Regions from separate parts of the Rattus norvegicus genome. Here all the other regions are linked to region 3. Evidence: chromatin contacts called from public Hi-C data. All regions are on one chromosome and are shown on one strand. The core of a region is the stretch at or near the end of the contact, and the rest is flanking DNA. Distances in the headings are between cores, read along the strand shown. Region 1 holds the start of Ulk3 (unc-51 like kinase 3). Region 2 holds the start of Ubl7 (ubiquitin-like 7). Region 3 holds the start of Clk3 (CDC-like kinase 3). Region 4 holds the start of Fam219b (family with sequence similarity 219, member B).

Region 1 (3,367 bases), core at 69-2,568, 170 kb after region 3:
TGCATTCTCCCTTGCTAAAGCACTTGGGTTCCACCTACTGGGCCCTGGAAGATTCCACAAGGTTCTTACATCATGTTCACCATGAGGAAGTCTGAATTCCCCACAAACGCTAGAGACACACACATGGGAGACTGCAAAGCTCTGGAATAGGGGAGAAGAGGGCATGGGGTGTGCCACAGGCTTTTTTACCCAACTGCTGCATGAAAACACGGGCCACCTTCTCAGGCAGAATCCTGCGGGTATGGATGAAGCGAGACAGGTCACCCCCTGCACAGAACTCCATGATGAGGTAGATATTGTCATTGTCCCACTGTGGTTGAAAGTAAAGAGACAGCTTTAGGCAGTGTCCCTTCCTCAGCCTCCTTTGGAGGGAACCCCATCCCAGGCTCAGACCTGGAAGTCTTTCAGCTGCACGATATGGGGGTGCCGAATGCCCTTGAGGATCTCAATCTCAGTCAGGAGGTTTTCCACTGACGCCTTGTTGAGACTTTTCTTGGCCACGCATTTTATGGCTACCACTTCCCGAGTAGCCTTCTGTGGTACAGGAAATTTGGGGTCTCTGTCTTGAAGGGGCCGACCCCACGGGCTGGAGTGGGCTCTGGTTCCCTCAGCAACCTTTCCCTGTCTGGGTCTGTCCACTCTCCTCGGGTCTCCAAATTTCCCAGTTTCAACTTCTCAAATCAATGAGGCATCTCTGGAATCCTGGCTTCCCACCCCAGCATGGCAAGTGCCAATGCCATGCTTCTAACCTATGGCATCACTTTCTAGAGTGGCGCGGGGGTGGGTGTCACTATTTAAAGAGCTAGCCACTCTGCATTCTAACTGGTGCTTCCTCCTGGGAGTCTGACCCTAGACTCCTCCCAGTCCTAAGGCAACTTCCGTGCCGAGCCGGTTCTTCAACCACTGATAGCGAGGTTCCCTTAGGTCACGCCCGCCCCTCCAGACCAAACTGGCGTGGTTTTTTTAAAACCTAAAAGGGGCGGTTAGCTCCCGCCTCCTCCATCCGCCTGGTGCCAGGCAGCCGCTGGCCTTACTGCTCTCAAGGTGGTCGCCTTTCCTGCACAGCTTGGCCTGTCACCCAGCCGGGATTGCAGGGAGTTGGCTGGCACAGGAGCCGAGTGCCCAGCGCCCGGACACTTCGGGCACAACCCGCCCACACCCACCTTGGCGTAGGCCTTGTACACCGTGGCGTACGTGCCACTGCCCAGGCGCTCGGTAAGGATGAAACCGTCCAGCCGAGGGAGACCCCAGCCGGACCCAGCCATCCCGCGCCCGCCGCCAGGTGTTTCCTGGTTTGGGGTGCAGGTTCCGGCCAGCAGCGAAGCTGGGGGCGCTCGAGGGGCGGCAAGGCGGGACTCCACACAGCCCCAGTGCTGCCCGCCGGAAGCGCGACTCGACACCTCCCCTCTGAGGCTCCTCCCCGCCTGCCGCGGGCTGGGTGACACCCTCTGCCAAGGACTGCCAGGCAGGTTTCAGACAGTCTTCAGTGGTTGTAGAGGTGTGTCGAGGACTTCGGACACTATCACATGGGAACACTCAGCACTCCACTTCCTAGAGACCACCCACGTAGGGGGCTGGAGAAGGAGCAGGCTTTCTCCCTGCCCTTCAAGACCAGAAGCAGTGGACATGAAAATCCCATCGCCCCACTGGGTGAAGAGAGAGAACAGACTCCAGCAAGTTCTCTGATCATCACACATACTCAGGCGCTTATTCATTCGTTTATTTGGTTTTTGAAGACAGGGTTTCTCTGAGTAGCCCTGGCTATCTTGGAACTTACTTTGTAGATCAGTCTGGCCTCGAACTCAAGAGATCTGATGGCCTCTGCCTCTCGAGTGAGTGCTGGAACTAAACGGTATGCACCAACATGCCTGGCTAAAAAAATTTAAATGCCTTTGGAAGAGGTCAAGTTGCCACAGCCAGGGCCCTCCTTTCTACCTTTCACTCTTGGAAAGGGTTCTGCCCTAGAGTTGAGTGGCCTGTCATCTATCACAGTTCAGCCACCAACGATCGATCTTGTCACCTCAGCAATCTTAGTAGGCCCTTAGCCTGTACTTTGGTAGGCTATAGCCCTCCCAAGTCCACCAGAGACATCAGGACCAGTGCTGTCCGAAAATCTTTTTATTAAAGCACAAAAATTGAGACAAGACATATACATTTGTACATGGAGGAAAATAATACCAGAGAGTTTACAAAACCCTTGTGGCTGTCATTACCATTTGGTGGCTCTAGGGCTAAATGGGCTGACAGCATGAGGGTAGCCTCAGGAGGGCCCCAGTTCCCAGAGGCAGGAGGCTGGCCAGCTTGGCGAGTGCTTACAACACTCACAAAGCACAGGGTCCAGGTTCTCACAGTGGCTTCCTAAGTGCCACTGCAGTGACACCTGTGGAGCACCCCAAGATGAGTGGATAGGAACCTAGACTCCACTGAGGGTGTGGGAAGAACCCTCAGAAAGAAGGCTCAGCAGTCCTGCCTGCAGGACATAGTTCAGGACTGATTTCCTCCAAACCACCCTAAGAGTTGTAAGAGGTGAGTATTGCTGAAGATGGGCAGGGGCCAGGGTAAGGCGGAGGGGCAGAGTCCCTTGGGAGGAGAGAAGCCACAACAAACAGGTCAGCAGACACCTACCCTCTCAGAAGACTGCTAGAGGCTGGGCAGGACTTGATTGACTTGTCCTCAGTCCCTCCCCATCCCCAAGTCCCAACCAACCCCACTCACTATACATTCAGAAGTCTGAAGAGGGGCTAGGGAAGGCCCCGAGGACACAAGGTGCGGTCACACCATGAGTCGAAGCAGGCACAGGGTCGTGACTATCGTGAACACCTGAAGACCCCCGAAGATAATCTGGGAAACTTCTGTGCACCCACCCAGTACACAGTTCACCTAGAGTGTAGCCCTGGGGAGGCTCATGAAGCCCAAGCATGAAAGGCAAGACTGTGGAGGCCCCAGTACAGATGAAGCCTATAGAGGGAGGAATGCAAAGTGCCTGTGGGAAATCCCTGGTACAGTGAGCCCAGGCTGGCCCATGATCCCATACCCATGAGTCCATTTGTTTTCAGGAAAAGCAGGCCCATTGCTTCCAGACAAAATCCTACCAAACCACCGTTAGAAAAGGAAAGACAGCTTTGTTATTTTTTTCTTTTCCCATGTGTTAAAAAAAAAAGTCCTTGTCCCTTCCTGTCCTTCCCTCCTGTAGAAGAGAAAGCTGACTACTGAGGAAAGTGCAGGGACAAGACGAATCCCTGCCTGGTCTGTGCTGGGCACAGCCACTGCTAAGGCACCCATGGAAAGTGCAGCTCAGAAGGCAGGTGACAGAGGCCAGGGCTGAGGGAAGGAGAGTCAGGAAGACTAATTCCCCTGGAAGGTTCCT
Region 2 (3,548 bases), core at 562-3,061, 160 kb before region 3:
CATGAGACTCAAGTGGCAAATGATAGTTTTGTGTTTCTACTCATATAAAACTTAACTTTGGAGTGAGGCAACAAACCACAAGCCCTTAATTTACTCTTTTACCTCCTCTCCCAGAGGCAAGAGCAGCAACCCAGCTGTAGCCAACAGAGACTCACCTATCAGCTCCGGGTCTGGAACAGATTCCTGGAGCTTGCCAGCAATAAGCTGCTTTAGAAACGAAATGCTATAGCCCCCGAGGGAATATTCTCCCAGTTCTGTCTCTGGCAACTGAAGAATAGATTTGGGAGCAAGTGGCTGGTCAGCCAGCTTCACTGCCAAGTGCCAGTCTGAGAGAGACATCCTCTCTCTCTCTCGCTCTCTCTTTCTCCCTGTAAAACAGTAAGGCATTAACGGTTAAAAGACAAACCACCATCCTACTCATCTCTCCCTGCGACAAAGAATAAAGGAAAGACAATGTCAGTGCAATACCGCTACAGAAGCACGGGTGTAATGTTAAGAGGCTAGTGGTGGACAGCAAGGAATTTCTCTATGCCTCAGTTTCTTCACCTTTAAAGTGGGCACAAAAGGCCAACCAATTGGATAGGAATGTTGTGAGGGTCAAACAAGATCATCCAACCCTATCCCTTTTACCCACTGATTTCTGGTGTTCTTCACCTTTTGATTTAGCTATTACAATGCTTTAAGGAGCCCTTGCCTCTCTTGCCTCCCGCTATCAGAGATCTATAGCGCCACCCAATGCCATATTGTTAAAACACAGATCTAACTTAGAAGCTTAGACCGCCTTCATTGATTCCAAAACACCTCTATGATCAGGTTAACTCCACAGCCTGGATTACAAAACCATTTATTCTTACTCCTACCAGCTTTCTTCAACAGACCCAGCCCTGCCCCTTTATAACAACACAGGTAAGTATACTTTATAACAAAGTTGTCCCATATATTTCCTCTCTTGGTCACACATTCCCTCTTCCCTCAAGGTAAGAGAGCAACACAAATCAACAGATTTGAGGACAAGTCAGCCAGCTTCATTACCAGATGCCAGCCTTAAAAAGCTATCTTCTCTTCGCTCCTTTTTCCTTATAAACCGTATTTACTTCGCAATTTCTCACTGCTTCCCTCACACCTGTGACCCGCCCCCGCCTCCGCCCCCTTTCTTGAAAGCCTTGAAAGCCAAGACTAGAGCTTTTCTTTTTTTTTTTTTTTTTTGGTTCTTTTTTTTCGGAGCTGGGGACCGAACCCAGGGCCTTGCGCTTCCTAGGTAAGCGCTCTACCACTGAGCTAAATCCCCAGCCCCGACTAGAGCTTTTCTAATTCACTGTTCCAAGCCTGGCATATATGAATGCCCACAAAAATAAATCTAATAACTCAAAAGAGTGCAAGAGCCTTGCATCACAAAGCAAGTCCTTGTTATAGACACCATTTCTTCCGAAGAGGTCTCTTGCGGTAGAGACAAGACTAAGAAAAAGCTGTGATGCGACCCAGCCAACTTCAAGGTACTATCCATCTACAGGTTTAAAGCGAGGAAAGAGTTGGACTTTTTGTATACCGATCTCGATCCTCGTAACTGTCCCCTGAAACTGGCATCACTATCCTTATTTTACAGATCAGGAATCAAGACTCAGAAAGCTGAAGTCACTTGGCCCAAGGTCACAGATACCTAGTCGTGAGTAGGGACAGTGTTGACAACCCCACCTCTCTCGTGGGACCAGTTAGCTACTCCGGACCCACGAGAGCCCCGCGCGCCCAGGGGGCCCAGCGCCCTCACCCGTCCCGCGGAAGGAACCCGGCCGCAGCAAGCCGCCGGTGTAAACACTCACTCTGGTCCTCTTGCCGGAAACCGGAAGCCCCGCGCTGCATTCTGGGGGCTATAGTTTTCACTGAGGCCCCGCCCCTTATAAATGGCCGTCCAGTGGCTAGTGGTAATGCTTCCGGTTCCTAGGAGGCGTGTGTTCGAGCACTTTGAGATCCTAGGAGCAAGTAGGTTGTAGTTTTCTGTCAGACAAAATGTACCAGCTGAGGTAGGGAAACTCGGTGTGGGGTTTTCGTAAGCAGTCAATAGTCCGATGATTCCCGCGCTCTCTGGGATATTTTTGAAGCTTGTTGGTTGTCCCGCGTTTGGGTGGGCCGTAGGCCAGAGGGCGGACCTTCTCCGAGGGGGACCGGTTCCTAAGTGGACAGGAGCCCCGCGGCCCTTTCGATGTAGACGCACTTCTCCCACGTAGTCAGTCTCCTGTACTTCTTGCTCCCTTCTCCCAGGGAACCTACCTTGTGGCAGCGCACCAGGGCTCCAAAAGTTGAGTCCGTAAGAGGAGTGATTAAGTCGGGTTTCTGGCCCACCGTGAACATGCAACAATGGGGTTTATAACACAGTCATTCATAGAATCTGTTTGGGGAGGAGAATTTCCACTGAACTGAGACACTGCTGGTTTTACATGACTGAACTGAGAAACTTCTGCAAGATCAAATTGTATTGTGTTTACACAAAAGTTAGAATTAGCTAAACTCAAGAGAGTACTGATTGATCTCAGAACATTAATTCGAAAACTAAGGAAAACGATAACCAAAACCAGAAACCTACTTTAAAACTGTGAAGTTGAGGGACTGGTGAGGTGGTAAAGGCAGCAGGTAAAGGCACTTGCATTCACACCTGAGGACTTCAGTTCCCCTGGGAACCACGTGGTGGAAAGATTGAACTGACTCCCCAAAACTGACCACACACACACACACACACACACACACACACAAATGTAATTTTAAGAAATAAAGTTCCGGCTGGAGAGATGGCTCAGTGGTTAAGAGCACTAAGTGCTCTTCCAAAGGTCTTGAATTCAATTTCCAGCAACCAAGTGACTCACAGCCATCTGTAATGGGATCCGGTGCCCTCTTCTGGTGTGTCTGAAGACAATGACAGTGTAAATACATATATAAATCTTAGGGGGATAGTTCACAAAAGCTGAATACTGATTCTGTGTACACAGGTGTAAAAGCTATATCCTTGTACAGTCCACCATAGGACAGAACTCGGGGAGTAACTGAGTAGGATAGCTTGACAGAAAAAGCAAACTACACATACATGACTACCCCCTCCTGTTCTTATAAAGTATGCATGCTGGTAGGCAGTTTCACAGTTCCCAAAGTCCCTCTTCCCTATCCCATGCATCCACTTTTAAATATAGCCCCTCTTTCAGGAATTCCTAAGTGGCCACCCTCTTAGCCAGTTTTCTGTCTACTAGAGTACTGACACTTAAGCTCCACGCTTTATTTCATTAAATTTTGTTTAGTACTGTGTCTTAACCGTTTGCTGGAGATGTCAGGAATCCTATCTCTTCTTGTGTTCTCAAAATGGTGCTGAATGCTTGTGAGATTCTTTTGTTTGTTGTCATCATAATCTTCATGGAAAAATGGACCCTGACGGTCTTGTTTGCCTTCCATAGGTGATCTTTACCTGAAACATAGCAGGTTAGCAAGAAATATGTCTTGAATGAATAATCCAGGCCAAAGCTATTTATCAAATATGGCTGCCTTATTGTATGTATTGCAATGTGAGG
Region 3 (3,387 bases), core at 851-3,350:
TGGGTGGGCAGCTTTGGTGGGAGGTGAAGACACCACAGAAACCTGTGAATGAACGAAATTCTGTCAGTGTGGGCCTGGCCTCAGGTGGGAGGTGCATCTTCTGACGCCTGGATTTTTCAGTCTTGGCTCCTAGGCTGGAAATCAATGGGACAAGACTCAGGGGCAGAAGCAGTTTAAAGACTGTTGAATGCTGCGTGGTTGGAAGGTGATTAAGGGATCAGTTTGAGTTTGCCTTAGCAAACATAATCACCCAGCCTTTTAACTCAGCCACTGTTGTTTACTCGGGTGGTGATGAAGATGCCGGGTCATTATGTCAGAACCAGAGGCAAAGTCTCTAGACAGTTTCAGCACTGGAGGGAGTCAGGAGCGACAGCACCTGGTGGGCGAGCATCCTTTACAGGGAGGGGGCACCTGGGAAACCCTGGCTGCCCCGCTGAGTCAGCAAGATCCTAAAGGGATGCCCCGCCCTGGCTGGCCGCCGCAGCCTCGCGGACATCGCGTGGCGTGGGGCAATTAGGCGCCGCACCCGCCCGCTTGGCTGCGCAACGCGCGGGGGCGGGGACGCTGTCAAAGCGAGGCCCTACCAAAGGACCGCGACTTGTATTCTCTTCTGAAAAAATAAGACCTCATGATCCTGTCACGACAAAGCGTTGGACAGTAGGTGGGAGGGGTCTAGACTGGGTGCCTCAAGTCCGATGCCTCAGCAAAAGGACTGGCCGAGTGATTCGAGTGGCAGAGCGGGAGCTCGGCGCGACACGGGGCTTTTGTGTGGCGCGGGTTTCCTAACCCAGCAACCGTGGTGATTGACAAGCAAGACGCTGTGTTCAAGGGAAGGGGACGTCTTCTCCGTCATACCCCACCGCCGAGGCTCGTGGGGATCTTCCCGGAGGCTGCTCAAGCTCCAGCAAGCTGGGGCGTGGCGCCAAGACTTTCAAAAAACCCGCACAAGCCGAGAGCAGAATGTGTCGTTTGCTTCTTGCGCGCAAGCGGAGTCGAGCCCGCCTTCCCCTGCCCGGGCGCACCGACCGCCTTCGTCTCTAGCGCCCTCCCGGGTCCCGGGAGAACAATGCCGGTCCTCTCCTCGCGCAGGAAGAGGCTGGCGAGCATCGCCGGGCCGCGGCGGGGAAGCGGCCCCAGCCTGGCAGTCCGGTGGGTTCCTCCTTTAGGCCTAGAGCTGGCCTCAGACCGCGGTCGTGGCCGCGCACAGATGCGACCTCGGGGGCCTACGTGCACCACTACACGGAGAGGGGCAGGCCGCCGCCCGAGGATGCTCCCCGGACCTCCCGGAAGAGACCTCCAGCGTTGCGGCCCGGACCCTGGCGGGGCAAGCCAGTCCCCCAGAGTCTGCGAGTTGGCGGCTAGAGCGGCCAGGCCTCTGGGCCGGGTCGAGCCCGGGCCGCCGACGGCTGCGTCACGCGAGGGGGCGGTGCTGCCACGGGCGGAGGCCAGAGCCGGAAGCGGAAGAGGCGCTCGGAGTGGGGAGTGGGGCCTAGCCGCAGCCGGAGCCTGGGAGACGGTGAGTGTGGGCCTGGGCCCACGGCCGGGCAGCTGGGGTCAGTCAGTGGGGACAGCCAAGCTGGTACGGGTACCTTGGCACTCGGTCGGGTCTCGGTGTGTACCTGTTTCCCTCTTCGGCCCACGTCAGGCCGCGGTCCCGACCTCTCACCCCTGACCCGCCGCTTCTCTCCCGGAGGGCGGTCATTGCAGACCCCTTTTCTGGTTCCCGCGGTGTTGGAGGCGGAGCTCCAGCTGCCTCGGAGCCGGCTGGGAGGATCCACTTTGGGCTCCGAGCCGGCCCTCAGGCTGGGGTCGTGTCCGATCTAAGCTATCCTGGAAAAGGCTTTCCCTATCCCGAGCTCGAGGCATAGCCCGCAGACCTCCTTCGCGCGCCGCCTGGAGTTTGATTCTGGCCCAGGCTGGCCATCCCTTTGGTCGCCGGGTCTTCCCTTGGCGGTTACGGGGAACGGGACTCTAAGATCCCTGGGTTCCGGGAGGAAGGAAGGGACTTGAGTGCGGGCCACCGGCCCCCTCGGTGTTTTGTTATGATGGGACCGCTTCATTCCGGAGAATGGGCCACACTAAGCCAGGAGTACAAATGTCCAGGCTGCTCCTCGGTCCGGTCGGGAGCCTCTATGCTTTAGTTCCGGGTGCGGGCTCCCTGATGCTTGGGTGGGAATTGCCTGAGTCTAGCCCCCATCAAGGCGGAGTTGGCGGCTTTCCAGTTTCCCTCCTCCGTGCCCTTGAAAAGGAGGAGCGTTTTGCCCGGTGGCAGCCGCAGCTTGCGAGGTGGCAGGTTTGAGGTTGCAGTGGTGGGGCACTGCCAGCCAAAAATAACCATGGGTCGCTTGGGTGGCAGGAATCCGGGAGGGCAGCCGCTGACCTGGCTGGCTGCTCTTCTTGTTAGCCCGGTTCTCTAGCCAGGAACAGCAAATGAGAAGCCAGAGAGGCCTGTGCTCAGAGAAAAGCTGGCATCTTTAGCTTAGTTTCATTGGTCACATTACCTTTTTCTTTACTGTGCAGAGCAGAGCTTCCCAAAGCATAATTGTGGTCCTTAAGTTTTAAAATAGCTTTTCTGCTGAGGTCTCAGGAAACCAGGGAATTTTCGAGAAATAGGCTCAAAAGACCTGGCTGGGAGCATGACGTGGGCCACCTGGTATTTCCCATTTTTCACCTGCCTTGGATGCGTTGCAAGGGAGATGATCTCTATTACTGCCTATGTGTGGTACTTCATGGCCAAAATACTTGGCCATCTTTGCCCATCTAAAAGGTGTTATCTTTATTTTTCAGGCATGACAACTGAGGTCTAGAGTGACTTGTATAAGGCCACAGGGCCAGTAAGTGGCAGCACTGGGATCAAGTTCAAGGTTTCCTGCCAAAACTTCCTACCCGGTCTCTTGGAAGGAAGGAATTATAAATTAAGGCATTCAGCATATCCCTGAGTGTTAGCCGGCATCTTCTCAGTGCTAATGAAAGGCTGTCTTTAGTACTTCTTGTGGCCCAAACCTGTGCTAGGCTTTTACTTTATAGGGCAGACATATTTAATTCTTACGGAGCCTGTAAGAGATTATTGTTCCCTTGTTTCAAGAGGAGGCCGAAGCTCAAAATGGTTTAATAACTTGCCCAAAGGCAAACAGTGAGGTGGTAGTGCTGTGGATCAGGTTGACTTTCAACTCTGAAGCTGTGACTTTCCACTCAAGTAGACATATGTGGTCATAGAATCTATCTAGGTCTCAGAAGGAAAATTTTGGCCTGCTGTAGATTAGATCACATTACCACATTCTCCAGATAGGATTCCTGCTTAGAGTGCTCCGTCTGCCTGGTGAAGATGGGCAGGACCATTTGCCTTTTGGGAAGATGTGTGCCCTGGCCAGTAGGATGTCTTTTGGG
Region 4 (3,432 bases), core at 205-2,704, 220 kb after region 3:
AAGGGACAGCGCTCAAAGAGAACAGTTCTGGGATGTATGTGAAGGGCCTTGGGGGAATTAGGCAGCAGGCAAGGGCATCAAGCAACCCACTGTGCTAGTAAGTCACTCCTGACTGTTTCCTAGGCAAGCACTCACCTGTCAGAGTCAAGGGACACCAGGTTTTCATCTGGACTCTGGCTAAGAGCAGTATAGCCCCTGTTAAACTTCACTGACCTGAGACGGGATAGGGAAGAAAGCACAGGCATTTCACAGGGAAGGCCAGAGCCCAGCCCCTACACAGAAAGAACTGATTGGGCCATTCTGGACTTCCCTTCTACCCCATCACAGCCACCACGACCGACCTGCAGCTCTATACAGCTGGCTCTGCCTCCTCAGATTCTTCTCTGGCCCACTCTGCTACACTGAAAGCTCCTAGGAAAGCTTCCATTTCATGAACCAGGTAAAGCAGCATCTCTACCTTATTTAACCAGAGGATCCCAGGCAAATCCTTTCACATTTGAGTTTCAACATACAGTTATAGACAGCTATGTGAGGTCTTACTGAGCTCGAAGAGCTTCCCATTCTGCTTTTAAAACCTCCAAAAAACACTGCATGGGTTCTCCCTCTTCGCTCCTGGGACTCCAGCTACTATCCCGTCCTTTAATGAATATCCTATCTATGCACTGATGGAACTCCCCTATTACAAAGCCTATTTTGTGATACTAGCACAGTTTTAAAAGAGTAGAGGTAGTTCCGGTTCTCACTCTCCCTCCCACCACCATCCCTCCTAGTTCTCATTCTTAAGGTGCCAGCAGATAAGCTAGCTAGCGCAACCTTAAACAGCGCCCCGTTTCCTAAGCAGGAAGGGATAAGGCCTTCTTTGCAAGCTGCTGACACAGAGGAAGTAATGCCCACTGAGACCTTTTCCCTGAAGAATCGGGGCGGTTCGTCAAGGCACCCAGCATGCCCTTTCTCCGTAGGACGGCCTTGGCATGGTCCCGATGTTTCTCTGGAAGTTAAAGGGTCTTGGGTCAGCCCGGTCTTCCCCATTCCGCTGCTTTCCAGGCTCTCAGGGGCAGGAGAGGGCTGCACCTAAATCCCTTCCCTTCTGGGGACAAGATCACAAGGCTCTAGGGCCCAACCCCAGGCCACAGCAGACCGCTCGAGCAAAGACACTCATGCAGCCCATGGCACTCACTCAGCTTAGCCTGAATGGAAGGTGCGCGCGTCACCAAGTAGGGTCCACGCTTCTCCGTGGCGGGGAGCGGGCGTTCCCCGAGCCGGAGGGCCGCGTCGCCGCTCTGTCTGGAGGGCAGCCCCGCAGCTCCTGCCACGCTGTCGGGAGCCGCACCAGGCTGGGACCCCTGCGTGGACATCCGCACCACATGCCCACGGAGCTCCCCGGTCGCCATGACCGGCCCCGCCCCGCCTTGCCAGTGGCCAGCCCGGTGCGGGGAAGAACAAATGACAAGACGTACACTCCTTTAGAAAGATGGCGACGCGCAGGCGCAGGCTTCCCTTGGCGCTTTCCGGCGTCCTGCTGCGGAGAGAGCACCAAGGTTCCGCCCTACCCGTCAGGAGCTGGCCAGCCCAGGTCCTGCTTTTCAGGTACTCTGAAACTCGAAGTCTGTCTGAGCCTGTTGATGTGCAGGATCTCAGTTCAGTCTATAGTCGAAGTAAAATGACATTTAGTAGGGTGGCGGGGTGTGCCGACCCAAGTGCTCTTTGGATGCGTCGTGGGCCTCTTTCGCCGCAGCAGGAGTTTCTTTAGGGGTGATACAGGAAGGGTCCGGCTCATACGAAGGGGCTACAGAGACCTTCTCTAGAAAACAGGTCTGGGAGGGTCAGGATTTACCCATGACATACTACTCAAATCCCACGGGTTTTGTTTTTTTCTTTTTGTGAGTTTTTTGCCTGAGACCTTGACCACAGCTGGCTCTCTTTAGGCCTATTTCCACACTTAAATACAACCTTGGGGCTGAAAGGATATATAGCCCAGTGGTAAAATCCATGCCTGGCATGCAAAAGGCCTTCTCCCCTGTCCCCCATCTCTCCTCCCACCCAACCCCCCTTTTTGGTAGTAAAATGGGAAACTAGGCATGATGGTGGACACCTGTAAACCCAGGGTTTGGGAGGTGGAGGCCGGAGTTCATGAGTTTATAAATCCTCATCTTTTAAAAGAACGAAGGTCCCACAGTAACAAAAATAAATCGAACACTAGAAAGCAGGGTGGAAGTGTGCTCTTGAGTCTGTGTGTGGCAGGGCACAAGGCTGTGTCAACTCTTGACTTTTCTGGCCCCCAAGGGATGTGTTTATGTCTGGCTGGAAATAAGCTCCAGATCCTTGTAGAAACGGCCAAATATCTTGAGGCTGCTCCACAGCTAACACACTGTCGAAGGAAAGGTCAATAATGTACAACCTAAATCCCCAGGGACAAACAAAAAATGCTGGATAGGAGAAAGGGAAGCGTCTGGGGTTAAGCTTTTGAAAAAAATCAAACTTAATGGAGTCTATGCTATCTTAATGAATCCACCCCTACACTAACTGTTAGACTTGTTTTATTTTTAAACAGAATCTCACTATGTAGCCCAGACTGGCCTTGAACGCACAATTCACCTGCTTTGGTTTCCCAGGTACTGGAACTGCAGGTTAACACCACCATTCCCAGCTGTTGGAATTTTTATTTTTAAAGATTTATTTCATGTATATGAATGAGTACACTGTAGCTCTCTTCAGACACCAGAGAGGGCATCAGACCCATCGCAGGTGGTTGTGAGCCATTCCAATTTTCATCTGGAATGCTGGGAATTGAACTCAGGACCTCCGGAAGAGCAGTCAGTGTTGTTTGTTAACCACTGAGTCATCTTTCCAGCCCTGGAATTGTTTACTTATAGAAACACACAACTCAGTTTATTGTTCAGTTTTCACGTTGAAAACAAAATGCTGAGTTACTCCTTGTATACAAACGTCACAGAAGGATGTAATTGCACATGCCTCTATCCAGTCGTTAGGAGGTAAAGGCAAGAGGATCATGCATGAGTTCAAGACTAGCTTCAGCTCCATAGTAAAACTCTGTCTCAAACAGTATCAACATTAAGGAAAAGGTAGAGGGGCTTACAACCACCTGTAACTCCAGTTTCAGGAGATACCTCACCTCTTCTCACCTCCACAGGCAGCAGTCATTGACACATATATAGGCAATTAAATGAATCTTCTGAAATGTTTTCAAGACCCTAAAATGAAACAGCAGGGGTCAAGGTGCAGAAGCACACCTTTGATTCTAGCATTCAGGAGGCAGAACATATGGTGAGGCTAGCCTGGTCTACATAATGAGGTCCAGGACAGCCAGAAAGAAAGAAAGAAAGAAAGAAAGAAAGAAAGAAAGAAAGAAAGAAAGAAAGAAAGAAAGAAAGAAAGAAGGAAGGAAGGAAAGAAAGAAAGGAAGGAAGGAAG

Evidence for each region. A called contact is a pair of places that touch in the nucleus more often than the background predicts.
Region 1: a contact with region 3 is called in a Hi-C map of the A7r5 cell line, with 3 times the contacts expected there. The contact joins the promoter of Ulk3 here to the promoter of Clk3 in region 3. A contact is called at or near these places in 3 of 12 Hi-C or Micro-C datasets (the A7r5 cell line, kidney and liver).
Region 2: a Hi-C map of the A7r5 cell line shows a contact between it and region 3, with 3 times the contacts expected there. The contact joins the promoter of Ubl7 here to the promoter of Clk3 in region 3. A contact is called at or near these places in 5 of 12 Hi-C or Micro-C datasets (the A7r5 cell line, Schwann cells, frontal cortex and 2 more) and 1 of 1 datasets of contacts at active chromatin or transcription factors (oligodendrocytes).
Region 4: a contact with region 3 is called in a Hi-C map of kidney, with 2.7 times the contacts expected there. The contact joins the promoter of Fam219b here to the promoter of Clk3 in region 3. A contact is called at or near these places in 6 of 12 Hi-C or Micro-C datasets (Schwann cells, frontal cortex, hepatocytes and 3 more).

Annotation. Positions count from the first base shown.
Region 1 is chr8:66,886,885-66,890,251 of GRCr8, reverse strand. It overlaps Ulk3 (unc-51 like kinase 3), which reads right to left and starts at 1,318. Exons shown (of 16, transcript NM_001271135.1): 1 at 1,164-1,318; 2 at 394-534; 3 at 190-310. The coding sequence starts at 1,265. It overlaps Scamp2 (secretory carrier membrane protein 2), which reads right to left. Exons shown (of 9, transcript NM_023955.1): 9 at 2,101-3,367. The coding sequence ends at 3,346.
Region 2 is chr8:67,215,431-67,218,978 of GRCr8, reverse strand. It overlaps Ubl7 (ubiquitin-like 7), which reads right to left and starts at 1,811. Exons shown (of 11, transcript NM_001413519.1): 1 at 1,766-1,811; 2 at 156-368. The coding sequence starts at 339.
Region 3 is chr8:67,060,362-67,063,748 of GRCr8, reverse strand. It overlaps Clk3 (CDC-like kinase 3), which reads left to right and starts at 2,100. Exons shown (of 13, transcript NM_134340.2): 1 at 2,100-2,147.
Region 4 is chr8:66,835,252-66,838,683 of GRCr8, reverse strand. Fam219b (family with sequence similarity 219, member B) reads right to left here and starts at 1,454. Exons shown (of 5, transcript NM_001401179.1): 1 at 1,178-1,454; 2 at 901-988; 3 at 136-213. The coding sequence starts at 1,391.